2 separate regions of the Gossypium hirsutum genome follow, and region 2 is linked to region 1. A link is a contact called in public Hi-C data. All regions are on one chromosome and are shown on one strand. The core of a region is the stretch at or near the end of the contact, and the rest is flanking DNA. Distances in the headings are between cores, read along the strand shown. Region 1 overlaps LOC107946506 (RINT1-like protein MAG2). Region 2 holds the start of LOC107946507 (HVA22-like protein a).

The links. A called contact is a pair of places that touch in the nucleus more often than the background predicts.
Region 2: a contact with region 1 is called in a Hi-C map of leaf, with 2.4 times the contacts expected there. The contact joins the promoter of LOC107946507 here to the enhancer-like site in region 1. A contact is called at or near these places in 5 of 34 Hi-C or Micro-C datasets (callus and leaf).

The regions. Positions count from the first base shown.
Region 1 is chrD12:52,596,322-52,603,125 of Gossypium_hirsutum_v2.1, reverse strand. LOC107946506 (RINT1-like protein MAG2) reads right to left here. Exons shown (of 4, transcript XM_016880870.2): 3 at 6,546-6,649; 4 at 4,372-6,459. The coding sequence ends at 4,546. Among protein-coding and RNA genes, the nearest start is that of LOC107946506, 5.4 kb to the right of the region's middle. Within about 2 kb of position 3,440, at least 6 of the 9 cell types and tissues checked have an H3K27ac peak or open chromatin away from gene starts, as enhancers often do. A contact at or near this core is called in leaf, where this site is marked.
Region 2 is chrD12:52,636,869-52,643,672 of Gossypium_hirsutum_v2.1, reverse strand. LOC107946507 (HVA22-like protein a) reads left to right here and starts at 2,661. Exons shown (of 5, transcript XM_016880871.2): 1 at 2,661-3,085; 2 at 3,310-3,336; 3 at 3,467-3,589; 4 at 4,195-4,438; 5 at 4,635-4,883. The coding sequence starts at 3,024. The coding sequence ends at 4,691. It overlaps LOC107947615 (transcription factor ILI3), which reads right to left. Exons shown (of 2, transcript XM_016882209.2): 2 at 6,661-6,804.

The DNA of each region.
Region 1 (6,804 bases), core at 2,191-4,690:
GGCTGGTGGATAGTGTGAGTGATCTCCGCCAAGCTTCCAGACCAGCGAGCTTCCGAGTACTATAAAACAGAGGAAATACAACTGAGTAAGCACTTAATGCTTAGTAAGTTCGTATAATGGGAAAATTAACTTGCCATTCATTTACTTGTATAATAAACAAGCATAATACATCCAAAGCAATTTGACAATTAGCCTAACATATATAACCTTAACAAACATGTTAGTCATGTGTTTCATGCGAATAACAAGAATAAGGATGAGTTCATCAGGTATCAAGTTTCCAAGTATTTTATGCATATACAGATAATAATTTCATTTTGATTTCTTATGTTCTCATGTCAGAATTTCACCCGTTGAATTATTTGAAATCTCGATGGATACTTTGGTAGTACACCTAAAGTGTACATTATTATAAATCCGTCAATTCATTTCCGAGAGTGCTTTTATAAGAACTTAAACAAAAATCTCTATCTCAAGCACTATAACAGAAAGCTCATTTAGCCTTTTACAGGAAGTTTATCCGGGCAATATAATGGGAAGCTCACAAAAAGCCTATAATTGGTATCTCCGAAGAGCAATTAACGGGTAGCTCCGAAGAGCACTTAACGGGAAGCACCGAATAGCCTTATAACAGGAAGTTCAAGCGAGCACTAACGGGAAGCTCACGAAGAGCCTTTAATTAGGAAGCTCACGAAGAGCCATATAACGGGGCGCTCATAAGAGCTGCAGTGTGCCCACAACACATATAGGGTCACAACCGATTGGGATGCTCCGTAGAGCATTTAACGAGAAGCTCACAAGAACATTATATGGGAAGCTTGAGAGGGCTTATAACGGGACGCTCTTTAGAGCTACGGTATGTCCGCAACATGTGCAAGAACACTACCATTTCATACACATATATGACATTTACAAAATTTACATATTCAACACTCAATATAAGCATATAAATATACACAATTAACTTACACGAACTTACCTCGACAATTGTTCGTGACTTGTAAACTACTAATCCGATACTTTTTCTTTTCCATGATCTAACTCCATTTTTGATTTATTTGGATCTATACGAGTAAATTTAACATCAATTTAATACAATTTACATTCAATTCAATCCAAGTTACATCTTAGGGAAAATTATCGTTTTGCCCCCTATAATTTTAATTAATGACAATTTCGTTCCTAGGCTCGGAAAATGAAATTCATGCAATTTAATCCTTATTTCAAGCCTAGCCGAATTTTACATGTATCAATAGCACATGCGTTTCACAAAAATTAAAATTTTTCCATAAATTTTTACATTTTACAATTTAGTCCCTAAATCACATTTTCATCAAAATTCCTTTAACAAAAGTTGTTTATCTATCAACAACCTTTCATTTTCTACCATAAAATTTCATAATTCAACTATATTCATCCATGGCAAAGTCTTAGAACTTTGATAGCTTTGCAAATTAATTCCTAAAATAGCTTAATTATGCTATTACAATCTTGGAAACATAAAATGACTAAAAACGGGATAAGAATTCATACCTAATTAAGCCAAGAAACCTTGATTGAGTTCTTTTCTCTTAGCTAGGGTTTTCATAAAAAATTTGGGAAAGACGATGATAAATCTTGATTTTTTTGTTATTTAATTATTTATCATCTTTTTATCTTTTTCTTTCCAATTTCATCCTTTTCTTTAATTAAATTTCCATGGATGAATCATCATCCTTATCTACTAACTTCTCTTAATGGTCTATTTGCCATATAAGGACCCCAAACTTTGAATTCTATAGCTATTTAATACATATAGCTACTAGAACTCAACTTTTACATTTCATGCAATTTGGTCCTTTTCATCTAATTAAGCATCAAATTGGTAAAATTTTTTTAACGAAATTTTCATAAGATTTTCCTATATAATTCAGATCATGAAATAATATTAAAATAATTTTCTTTTTAAACTCGAATTTATGGCCTCAAAACCACTGTTTCGATTTCACTGAAAACGGACTATTACAGATTAAATTTTAAAAATTGAATGTGCCAAAGTGAGAAAAAAAAATCAAAGTCAAAGTGTCAAAATAGATAAACATTAGCAACTAAATCTATCATTATATCTTTTAAGTTTTCAAGGCAAGAGGGAAAAATGCTAATCTATAAAATACTTTCTTTTCGATTTTAATTATCATAGAGTAATGAAGAATTTACACTCTTGTTCTATTTTTTAAGTTTATTTTACTAGAACAATTCATATAATGTTAAGGTATGCTTGGTAAAGTGATAAAAGATTTAAATGCATGGAAAATAATTTTAGTATTTAATTTTTTAATGTATTTAATTATAAATATTTTTTTACATGAGAAATCAACAAAGATGAGTAAATAAGGATAATTTTGGCGATTCACCTTAGTAGGGTGGATAGTCGCCGTAACAAGTGGATAAAGGGGCGGAGAGAGTGGCTGACAACACGAGAGAAAGAGTAAGCATGGAATGGAGTGTTTTGTTCTGTTGTTGTCATCTGTCTCCTTAGTGCAATGGGAAGGCTTATATACATGAGACAAGAGGTGTGCCATGTGTAAGGATCTCACTAGCAGCACAGTCACATCTTGTCCTGTCTTGTAGGGATGGTGATGTTACCTCATAAGTTAGTAATTTGATGTTATAAGACAACAAAACAATCAAAAAATGCAATGTTTGTCTGGTGTGATGTTTGCATGAAACGTGTGAGGCTTGTAGAGGTGGTATAACAATTGCCCTCCCAAGATGATGAGAGGTTATAAAGTGATCTCTATTAAGTCTGCTAGAAGGTCCGCCAAAACCCATCCAAGTTGATTGGAGTACTTTGTAATTTCGCAAATTTACAACTCCGTAATTTTAAAATTTCAAATTTAAAGTCAACATAAGGTTGGCTTTTAAAATTAAACACTATGAAAATTTTGCAAATGTGTGTTAAATAGAGGTGATTATGTGCTCGAGCCAGACTCACACAAAATTTTAGGCCCGTTTCTTAGGCTCGGGCCTGACTCAGTCCGAAATATGGGCTTAAAATTTTGTCCAAGCTCGGCCTGAAAGAAAATTGTTAAGCCTGAGCCCGTTCTGGCCCGGCCCATATTTGATTAAAAATAAAAAATATATATTTAATATATAATTCGAATTAAAAATCCAAAAATATATATATATTTAATAAAAAGTATATTTGATTAAAAATAATATATATTTAATATATAATTCAGGCCAGGCCGAGCTGAGCTCGGGCCAAAAAAGTCTTACCCGAGGTCCGACCTATTTTCTAAACGGGTCTTATTTTTTGTCTAAATCCATATTTCGGACTTATATTTTTACCCAAACCCTCTCATTTTTTAAACGAGCCATCGGGCCAGGCCGGGTAGCCTAACCCATGATCACTTCTGGTGTTAAATGGTTACACGCCTCTTTGGTAACCTTGGTGATTTGGTAAGGATTGGGAATGATGTAACGCTGCTACATGTCCTTCTATGAGAGGTTTCTTTCTGCAAATTGTTGAGAAACGTACGCAAGTGTCAAGCGTGTTTGCTTAATTGTCACGCAATGGGTGTAAACCAAGATCCATGGCTGCGTTATAAATAGTGGGAGTCAGGGATTTATCTTTTCACTTGTTTAACTCTATTTTTTTTTTCTTTTTTGCTACGTCCAAATTTCTTTGAAGTTTTGTCCAGCCTTCTACAGATTTACCTTTAGTGTTTTATTAGGATTGTGTTTTGTGGCAGTGAGAATTTCTTCATTTAAAATTTGGTAGGCTCCGTTTCTTTTTCCTTTGTTGTTCGGATATAATGGCTGGGGATAACACATCAATTTGTACTGGGACAGTCAAGAGATCACCCCATGATGTTTCGATTGAGAGTGACAAATTTGAATGTACTACAACAATGGAGGAAATGAGATATCTGTTGGAATTCTAACTTCAAATATGAGTTTTCGATTCTCAAAGGGAAGCATCAACTAAGCAAAGCAAGTTTGGAGAGGGAAGGCTCAACATACTTTTTGGTGTCCCCATATTTGTTCGAAGCTGGCAATTAAAAGGAACGTCCTGGTGAACTCTAGTGGCATACTTCATAATCATCAGAAAGGGGAAGAGCCATTAGAAGGGATTGAGCAACCCAACCCATAATGATTGGTATAAATATGAATCTAGGATGAAGATGAGAGTCAATAATAAGACTCCAAATCTTTTTTTCTTTTTTTCTCTGTTAAAAATAATATTAAAATAATCCAATATAGGATATTGCTAACAAATGCTCAGAGATATAGTAATATATTTGTCTAATGTATGTTGAATGTCGAATAGGAATTTATTTGTCTACATATTTGAAAGGTTGGGTAATGAAGCCTGAATAGGAATGATGGTGAAAAAAGAACAAAACAATCTTCATTGTTTATTGGTCTACTGTATTTCTGAAACGAATGGGTTAATAATCGAAGAGCCAAATACAAACAGAGACAACTTTAACTCCCTTGTCCAAGTCTACTGTGTAATTCAGCTACAATGACCGAAGGGAACCAAAATTAAAAGCCTTTTTTTTACTTGGTATATACTCTGTTTTTCCCAATCTTTTCTACCTCAGCTACACTCAAATGCCTAATTCCATTCTCCTTCATCCGTTTCTGCCCCTCTTTCAGGCTGTCTTCAAGTTGGTCCTTTTCCATCTTCAACAACTTCAAGCTCTCGCTCACCTTCGGAAAGAATCCTTCCGGCCTCAAACACCATGCCCTAAATACCCCCCATACCACCTCTACATCATACCCAAATCTCTCCACCCCCTCCTCATGGAACTTCACATTGCTCATAAGAATGCCGTTAAATATCAATTTATCCACCCCCGCTGCCAGGCTCCTCCAGATTCCCGCAAAGTCTACCCTGTTTAAATTTTCTTCTATTACTGCCATTTTCGCCTGCAAATAATCCAGGGCCCCTATCAATGTTTGTGATACAGTCCAACCTTCTTCACTCTTTTCCTGCCATTGTCTTCTGTTCTTTATGTAATCTCGGCAGCGGGCATCAAATCCTCTTAAAATAACCATAGTTATCTTCTCAACCCACTGTGTTCTGAAATCTTCAAACTTCACAATCTCCTCATGGAAAATACCATTTCCATACTCTTCAATTGGAACCTTGCTACCACTATTTTCAGCAACAGACTCTCCAGGATGCTCACCTTGATCCAATCCCATCTCAAGGAAAAAGACATCCTCACACCATTCTTTTAAAATAGATTCGGAATAGTGAGCTGCATTGACAGAGTTTGAAACTTTGATTAGAGCATCATCATCAGTTAAGGCAGTCAATCCTTCAGCTTCTTGGCATCTGAGAAGTAAGCAATCCAAAAAAAATTTTATGACCGGTGTACTAGTTAATCTCAGAAACCTTGACCTCAGAGAAACTGTAGGCAACAATCGACACCGCTCAATCAAAGATGATAAACACGTAAAAGTAATGCTGGAAACTGCAGGGGATTTATAGTCATCAGAATTAGAGAGATCTGCCCCCTGAACCTTCTTAGTCCAGTTTCTTTCTTCATCTATCTCCGGTTTTAGTTTTTCCATTGCATCATCTAGCTCTATTTCTGCCCACATATCAAGCCAGTCAGGTCGATCACAGAACACAGACAGAGATGAAATCTTACGCGGAGTCCCATCTTCCAGGAGGGAAAGCAAGATCCCAGATTGTTCTACAAGAGGCTTTATCCGGTTGTCAAAAGAGACCATCAAGTCAATAAGATGGAGCCAAGATGTCCTAGCCTGTGATCTAATACCAGTCACACTCTCTTCCTCCAGTTGACCAATATAAATAGGGAATATCTCTTTCGCCAAGTATGTTGATAAGGATGTTACCATTGCAGAAATCCATTCTTCTTTGCAACTGTAACCAGTTAGCATTGCCTCGTCAACCAATGGCTGCAATAACTCATCCATTGAATCAACATAATCCCGTGTAATTTTATATACCAGAGCAAAAATGAATTCTGGTTTATCAATCCACTTTGAAAAGTGGCGTTGGCACGCAACAGATACAGGAATGACAAGCTCTTCAATTGCCCAAAGTGGTTGGTGAAGAGCGACCTCCCGATTATGGCCCTCAAGTTGCCGTGATTTTCTTTGTCTCTGCAACTCCTGCAGGCGGCACAGGGCAAAAAAGTTTTCACAATACCGACGTTTGAGATCACCATGCATTGTGAAAAGAGGATTTGGGACTTCACTTGATTTCCTTGCATCCAGACTTGAGGAAGTCAAGTTTGAAAGTGATGGTGGCCATCCAAAGGATGTGAGAAGGGCTCGGTGATCAGCAATTGCCTGGGGTCTTAATATTGCTAGAGCTCGATCTACTCTGTGATCAACAGCTGAGACTAGACGTGCCCATTGAGGCCGTGCCTTCGTGACTGAAGTTAACAAGTCTTCGGTCACTTTGAGTGTTTTAATAGCAACCATGCGGGTCTCCTGCAACATCAAGAAAGAAACAGGTTTAGGGAAAAAGAATAGTTTCCATTAGATGGTGTGAATGACTGTATTTTTCTAGTGCTTACTTCTGAATTTTGCGCGGAAGAATCCTTTCTTAAATTTTTGTTCATAGTAGAAGAGACAGCATCTTCAATATCACCGATTAAATTATCCAGCTTTGATGCTACCTCTGGTAGAAAAGATAGTTTTCAAGGAAAAAGGCATCGGTGAGAGCATTAGATCACAATTGCGTAGAGGCAACAAAAAGGAAGTTACAAAAGAGAAAAACTAACTAAAATTAAAAATACAAGAAAAAGCTAGCTAATTTTGTTGAAGATCTTGCTG
Region 2 (6,804 bases), core at 1,412-3,911, 41 kb before region 1:
AATAATTAAACTCAATGTCTATATCTCTAGTTTACTCTTTAGTTAATCTTATACTAGTTCTCTTACTTGTTTACTTAGAATACTTGTGTGCATAACTTACTCAATCCTTGCTGCATCGTTGAACATCAATTGATAGTATAATAAGTTCTTAAGTCTTACAAATTACCTGAGCTTGCCATTTATGCTTTAAACTGAACTTTCATGAACATGATTCGTTTACAAGCCCGTTGAGCTACATTGGAATAATAAGGATACTCGGGTCTCTTCTGATAATAACATGCCAAAGCCATGTCCCAGACATGGTCTTACATGGGATGTTCTCGTGATGGTGCCCATGCCATGTCCCAGACATGGTCTTATAGGGGACCTCTCATCTCGGTGCCAACGCCATGTCCCAGACATGGTCTTACATGGGACCTCTCGTCTCGGTGCCCATGCCATGTCCCAGACATGGTCTTACAGGGGACCTCTCATGATCTTAAGGATGCCAATGCCATGTCCCAGACATGGTCTTACATGGGATCTCTTTACCCAAATGTCATGACATTCGTATCCAGAACCATCCTTATGTATCAACGGGACTTTTAAACTTTAATTCTCTATCATTTCATGCTTGGATCATCATCAAATAAATTCATAAAATAAATTCATAATTGCTGGAAATTAACAGCATTAATAATAAATATTGAAATATTGCATTTATTTACTGTAAACTTACCTCGGTACCAATTATAGCCAAATTCACCAACTTAGTCTTCAACTTTATTCTTCCCTTTGTCTAACCTCGAGTTTCGTACTTCTTGATCTAAAATAGTAAATTTAACTTATTTAATAATCACATTCATTAAAACAGCCCTCGACTCTAACTTTTTCAAAATTACAATTTTGCCCCTAAACTTTTACATAATTACATTTTTGCCCCAAGGCTCGGAAATTAAACTTCATCTCTTATTCTTATGTTTTATAACATTCTGAACATTTTTCCCTTCTATGGCAACATCAAATTCCCACTCTAACATGTACTTATGAACATTAGGTATTTTTACCGATTATGTCGTTTTACTCGTTTTCACTTAAAATCGCTTAGCAAAAGTTGTTTAACATAATTTCTAGCTTCATATTCTATCATAAAACATCAAAATAAACACTTTTTACCTATGGGTATTTTTCCAAATATAAACCCTAGGTTAAATTATTGCTAGAATAAGCTAAATTAAGCTACCGGGATCTCAAAAACGTAAAGAACATTAAAAACGGGGCTTGGGATCACTTACTATGGAGCTTGGAAGCTTGAAAACCCTAACTATGGCTTCCCCCTTGCTGATTTCGTTCATATGAAGAAGATGATGATTTTTGCCATCTTTTTCCCTTTTAATTCATTTTAATTACTAGATTACCAAATTGCCCCTAACTTAAAAATTTTCTATTTCACTTATCTCATGTCCATTTTTGTCTACCAAGTTACCAATGGTATAATTATCATATAAAGACCTCCAATTTAAAGTTTCATAACAATTGGACACCTCTAACATGTAGAACTCAACTTTTGCACTTTTTACAATTTAGTCCTTTTGACTAAATTGAGTGCCCAAACGTCGAAATTTTCGAACGAAATTTTCAAAAAATCATTTTGTGAAATTGTAGACCATAAAAATATAAGAAAAATAAATTTTTTCTCATCGGATTTGTGGTCTCGAAACCACTGTTCTGATAACCTCAAATTTGGGCCATTACAAAGAATTAGAGGGTCTAGTATACTGCGATGTGTGATTTGATCGAAATTATTATTTTATAGATTAGGAATAAGAAACTGTCATCCCCTTCAATTGAATTGGGATGCCCTGGATCTGACATGTCTCTTGGGAAGAGTAACATGAAGCTTTGAATTATGGGCGTATTCAATACTCCAAAATAAAAAAGGCATTTGTTTATGGTCGAGTTGGCTATCTCTTGCCTTTTTCCTCTCCAATCAACCCTTTCTTTGTTGTCTTCACAAGTTGTGATGGATAAATGACAGTGTTTGTCGTTTGTTAAAACTCCATCGGTAACCAGTAGTTTTTCTTGGAAAGTGGGTGACTCTTCGTCAACTTCTTAACTTGTTTCTGTTTTGAGAATATTTCAGAATAATAAATTATTTCACTTGTTGTCTTAAGTTTTTTATATATATTTTGTTTGTTTTTCCATTGTTTAATAAGTCTTCAGTTTTAAAAGTTTTTATCTACTCTTATGACATACTTTTTAGTTTTGCTTATGCATGTAATGTTAGTTTTATGAGTGATTTTAGGGATAATTTTGTTGTTATCCTCTCTAGTTTGGTAAATACTCGATTCTTTTGTCAATTTTTGCTCTCCGCTTTGAAATATTCGGGGTTGATTTCCTTATCATATAAGTGATTACAATCACTTTAGATATATTGTGCTTGAATTGTGATAAAATTAATTGTCAACTTGCTAATTCAAATTCAAAATTTTAATTAATAATAAAATCATATTATGTTATTTAAATTTATTAATAAAAATATTAATTTGAAAATTTTATTAATAAAAAAAACCCAGTTAATAGCGGAACCAAGTTTAGACAAAATGCTAAGAAGTTTGAAATGGTAATTCGGCCCGACTCGGTTCATATGAGAGCTACGTAGACAAAGGGAATGGCAATCATGTAATTCCAGTGGAAGAAAGTCCCTTTCATGGTATTTCCCCTACGAGAGTGATTGGTTCCACCAAACGAATAAGCAAAAGAAGCCCCTAAATTTCTTTCTGTTGAAAGTTAAGGAACATCCATAGCCGTCCATTTTAGTCACTCTTAAACTATCCACCGTTAGATTCCAACCGCCAAACAACCCCAACCTTCCTTACAAACCAGCTTTTAGCATCTTAAGCAGCTCAGCTTTCTTACGCATACAAAACACACTTTTCACTCAAGCAACTGCCCCAATAAGAACAAAACCAAAGCTTTGGGTTAGTTTCCTTTTTTAATTATATCAGAGGTTTCAGAAAGAAAAAGAGCCTTGGAAAGTGAAGATGGGATCTGGGGCTGGAAGTTTTCTTAAGGTTTTTTTTAAGAACTTTGATGTTCTTGCTGGGTAATTTCCTCTTGCCCCATTTATCTTGTTTCTACTTTGGGTCATGTATTTTATATATGTATGCTATTGCTGCTTTAAAAAATGTAAATTTTAAAACATCAACTAAGAGAACAGAAATAGAGTTTTAGGCTTATTGTATACTTTTAACTTCAAGCTATTTGTGTGTGTTCCTGAATATCTTTAATATTTTATTTTCTAATTTGGTTTTTGGGTTAATTTTGCAGGCCAGTTATTAGTCTTCTGTATCCTCTGTGAGTGTGTTTTTCAATCTTTTTGGGGTTTCATTTACTTTTTTTCTCTTACCCTTTTAATTGGTGTAATTTACAAGTTGTCTGAACTTGAATTGGCTTAATTGTTCCATGGCATTGAATTCTTAAACAGTTATGCCTCAGTTAGGGCAATTGAATCCGAGTCTCGTGCCGATGACCGACAATGGCTTACATATTGGGTTCTCTATTCCATGATTACATTGCTGGAACTCACCTTTGCCAAAGTCATTGAATGGTAAATTTTTATGCTCTTGAATGATCAAGTTTGTGTTGCTCCTAGATAGCACATTTCTTGCTCTAACACTATCCCTATATATACATTTCCCGTTTCCGGGAATCCGAGTTAACTTTTTCTCTTTTGCTTTGGGGGTGTCTGAGAGAGGGAAAGCTCAGATTTTTCATTTGATTAAACAATTATGATTCTAGTTGACCAACTCAAGAAAAAAAATGGTTATTGTGCTTATAAAATTGACAATTTAGGTGACCAAACCTGTTGTATTCTTTAATTAGCTTCTCATCCACTAGAAGAGGAACCCATTTCTTTACCAAGGGTTTCAACTCACTTTATTTCAACAAATCGATTCCATCGAAAAAGTGGAAAGCATTGCCAAGATAAATCTAACTTGGTTATATTGAAGTTTCACCAATGTGTTAATTACTTATCTTTATATTTCTTTGCCCTGGTTTAGTTTCTCGGATAGTTGTGCGAAAAACTTCATGATACTTATGCTGATTTTAAAGAAGGGAAGTTGTATGCTAAAGGCTTCTTATCATAATTATGCACATTCAGAAATTGCATTTGCCTATACCTTGCTGAAACATTTGAGAACATGAATACAGGATCCCAATCTGGTCTCACGCGAAGTTGATTTTCACCTGCTGGCTGGTCATCCCGTACTTCAGTGGTGCTGCTTATGTTTACGAGCATTATTTGAGACCTTTCTTTATGAACCCACAACAGACAATTAACATCTGGTATGTCCCGAGGAAGGACTTCTTCAGTAAATCAGATGATATTTTAACTGCTGCCGAGAGATACATTGAAGAGAACGGGACTGATGCATTTGAGAAGCTCATTCATAGGGTATGCCATCAATGATCGGATTCTCTTTCAGTTACATGTTTTTGCGAGCTGTAATTCATACAAGGAAGTTTGATTTTGCAGCATCTTTTTATTTTCATCCATTCATGTTGGTTCGCTATTAACTGATAGAAGCTCTTGAAAAATTTGACTACTGTTGGTTTTTGTAATAATCCATTGTTCTTCCATGGGTTTGCAGGCTGACAAGTCGAGGAGCAGTGGTTACATATATGATGACGATGGCTACAGATATTGAACCTTGTAGCTCTATGTGTAGCAAGTAACAACCCATAATATATACATATATGCTGTCAAGATGAAGTGTCTGGGAAAGAGACATTTTTGTGAGTGTGAAGAAGTATGAATGGTTGTGTAATGTTATGTAATTATGATAGGTTGCTTGAAACTTTGATATGGTAGATAGTGCAAGTTCCCAATTACTTTTTCATATTACGCTTACTTTCTGTATCTAGTAATTTTCATGCTTGTTTTTGTTTTGTTTCACTGCTTCACAAAGGTTATTTTATCTCATTGCTAATAGATCAATGGTGAAGGAAATTAAAGACGAAATTAAGTTTAATCCCCACCATCTTTAATCATGATTTAATTGCCATAGCTAGTTTTTGTTAAATCACCAATCAAGCCCCTTTTAATATCAATTCACTTCTTTTCTTTTCTCACATTAGACTTACTACACTTCTTTCTCCTTTGCAAATTAGTCCCTAGCTCAACTTTTGACTATTTGCAATTTTATTCAATTTCGATATTTTCCAGTGTTACACCAGTTTATACAACTATTGTCTAGTAGTGGTCACTTTTATATGATTCTCATGACAAGAAAGACTAATGTCAGGCTGTCTATGAACGATATTGTTATCACTGAATACCCAGACATTTCTCTCACTCCAAAATATCCCTCTCTTTTAAGAATCCTTTCTAAATCCAGGAGTTAGCCCCCTAAGTCTCAACAACGATTGATTTATTTGTGGGAATTGAAAAGGAAAATTATCTTTATACTTTGATATTTGGATCCAAAAAGATTCAGCCTTAATGGAATGAAAAATGTCCTGATAAAATATATATTTTTATATATTCTTAAAAAAATTAATTAATTAAAAACAATATTGCTATTCTTCAATTAACTCATGCCTGTGACATGGGGTTATCATTTTAGCACTTGATATGTTTATCAAATATGCCAGGGTTTTGTCCAGACATGGAAATTCCTATTTAGTTTCAGGTGACTGTGTGGAGTTGATCTTTGTCAATCATCAATATTAATCAGAGCATTGAATTTAAGCAGCTGATAAGGTCTTAAACTCAAAAAACCTGACAACAGCAGACTCAGAAAAGGTAAACTAATCCCACATAGGTATTTTAGGAAAAGTGTTCATGTTATTAATATAGGATGGAAGCAGTGCTGTTATTCGCCGAGCTTGGTAACGCAAGCTTGTGACCCAGGTGGGGTATTTGGGGTTATAGAACATCTGGTCTGGCTTAAGCGGTCGGATTCATTGTGGCAAATCACCGGCCTTGGCTCCTTTCCAAGCAAGGAGTGATCCACGGGATTTGAGCGAAAGCTGTGAGTCTCGTGGGATCCTAGGGAGAATGGTAATGCGTGAGGCTGGTTTCACAGAGCAGCGATAACTATCCGTTCTTTGCAGTGCTAGGATAGCAAGCTGGTGCCTCCTGAATCCAATAGGTGGCTCCCTGGGTTGACCATAATTGAACTATCCAACACCTATTTTACAGAGTGTCTACTATTTGGTTTACTGATGGAGTTTGACATTTCATGTAATGTTTGTTGGTGATGATACGGGTTGTTTGGCAATCCATTACTTTGTTCACCTCTCCTTCCTTAAAAAATGGACTACTCTTTCTTTTAACCACCCACCCACTTGCATAATCCAATCTAATTAAGTTAAACTCAAAAAAAGTAACTACAAACTTAAATTCACGTACGATATATTACAAATTTCTATAAAAAGAAGAAGTCAAATTAGAAGTACTTTTAAAAACTAAATATGAAAGTTTTGGAGTGGCCAAACATAAATTATTATATTTTTAAATGCTGATTATAAGAATTAAATTGTTTATTTTTTTCAAAATTTATAGGGTTAAAAGTATAATTAATGAAGAAATATGATCAAAATTGAGTGGTAAAAAATATGTAAAATCTTGGATTCAGAAAAAAAATAATGGCATAGACATGGGAAAACTGAGGGAAAATAAAAGATATTAATTGTCGTAATTCGATGGGCCCAACACCAAAATATTTTAGTGTAATGGAGACAAAGGAGAAAGAACAAGATGAGACAGATACAATCATACAATGAAAGTTGGAAAAGTACTTTCAATTTTTATATACA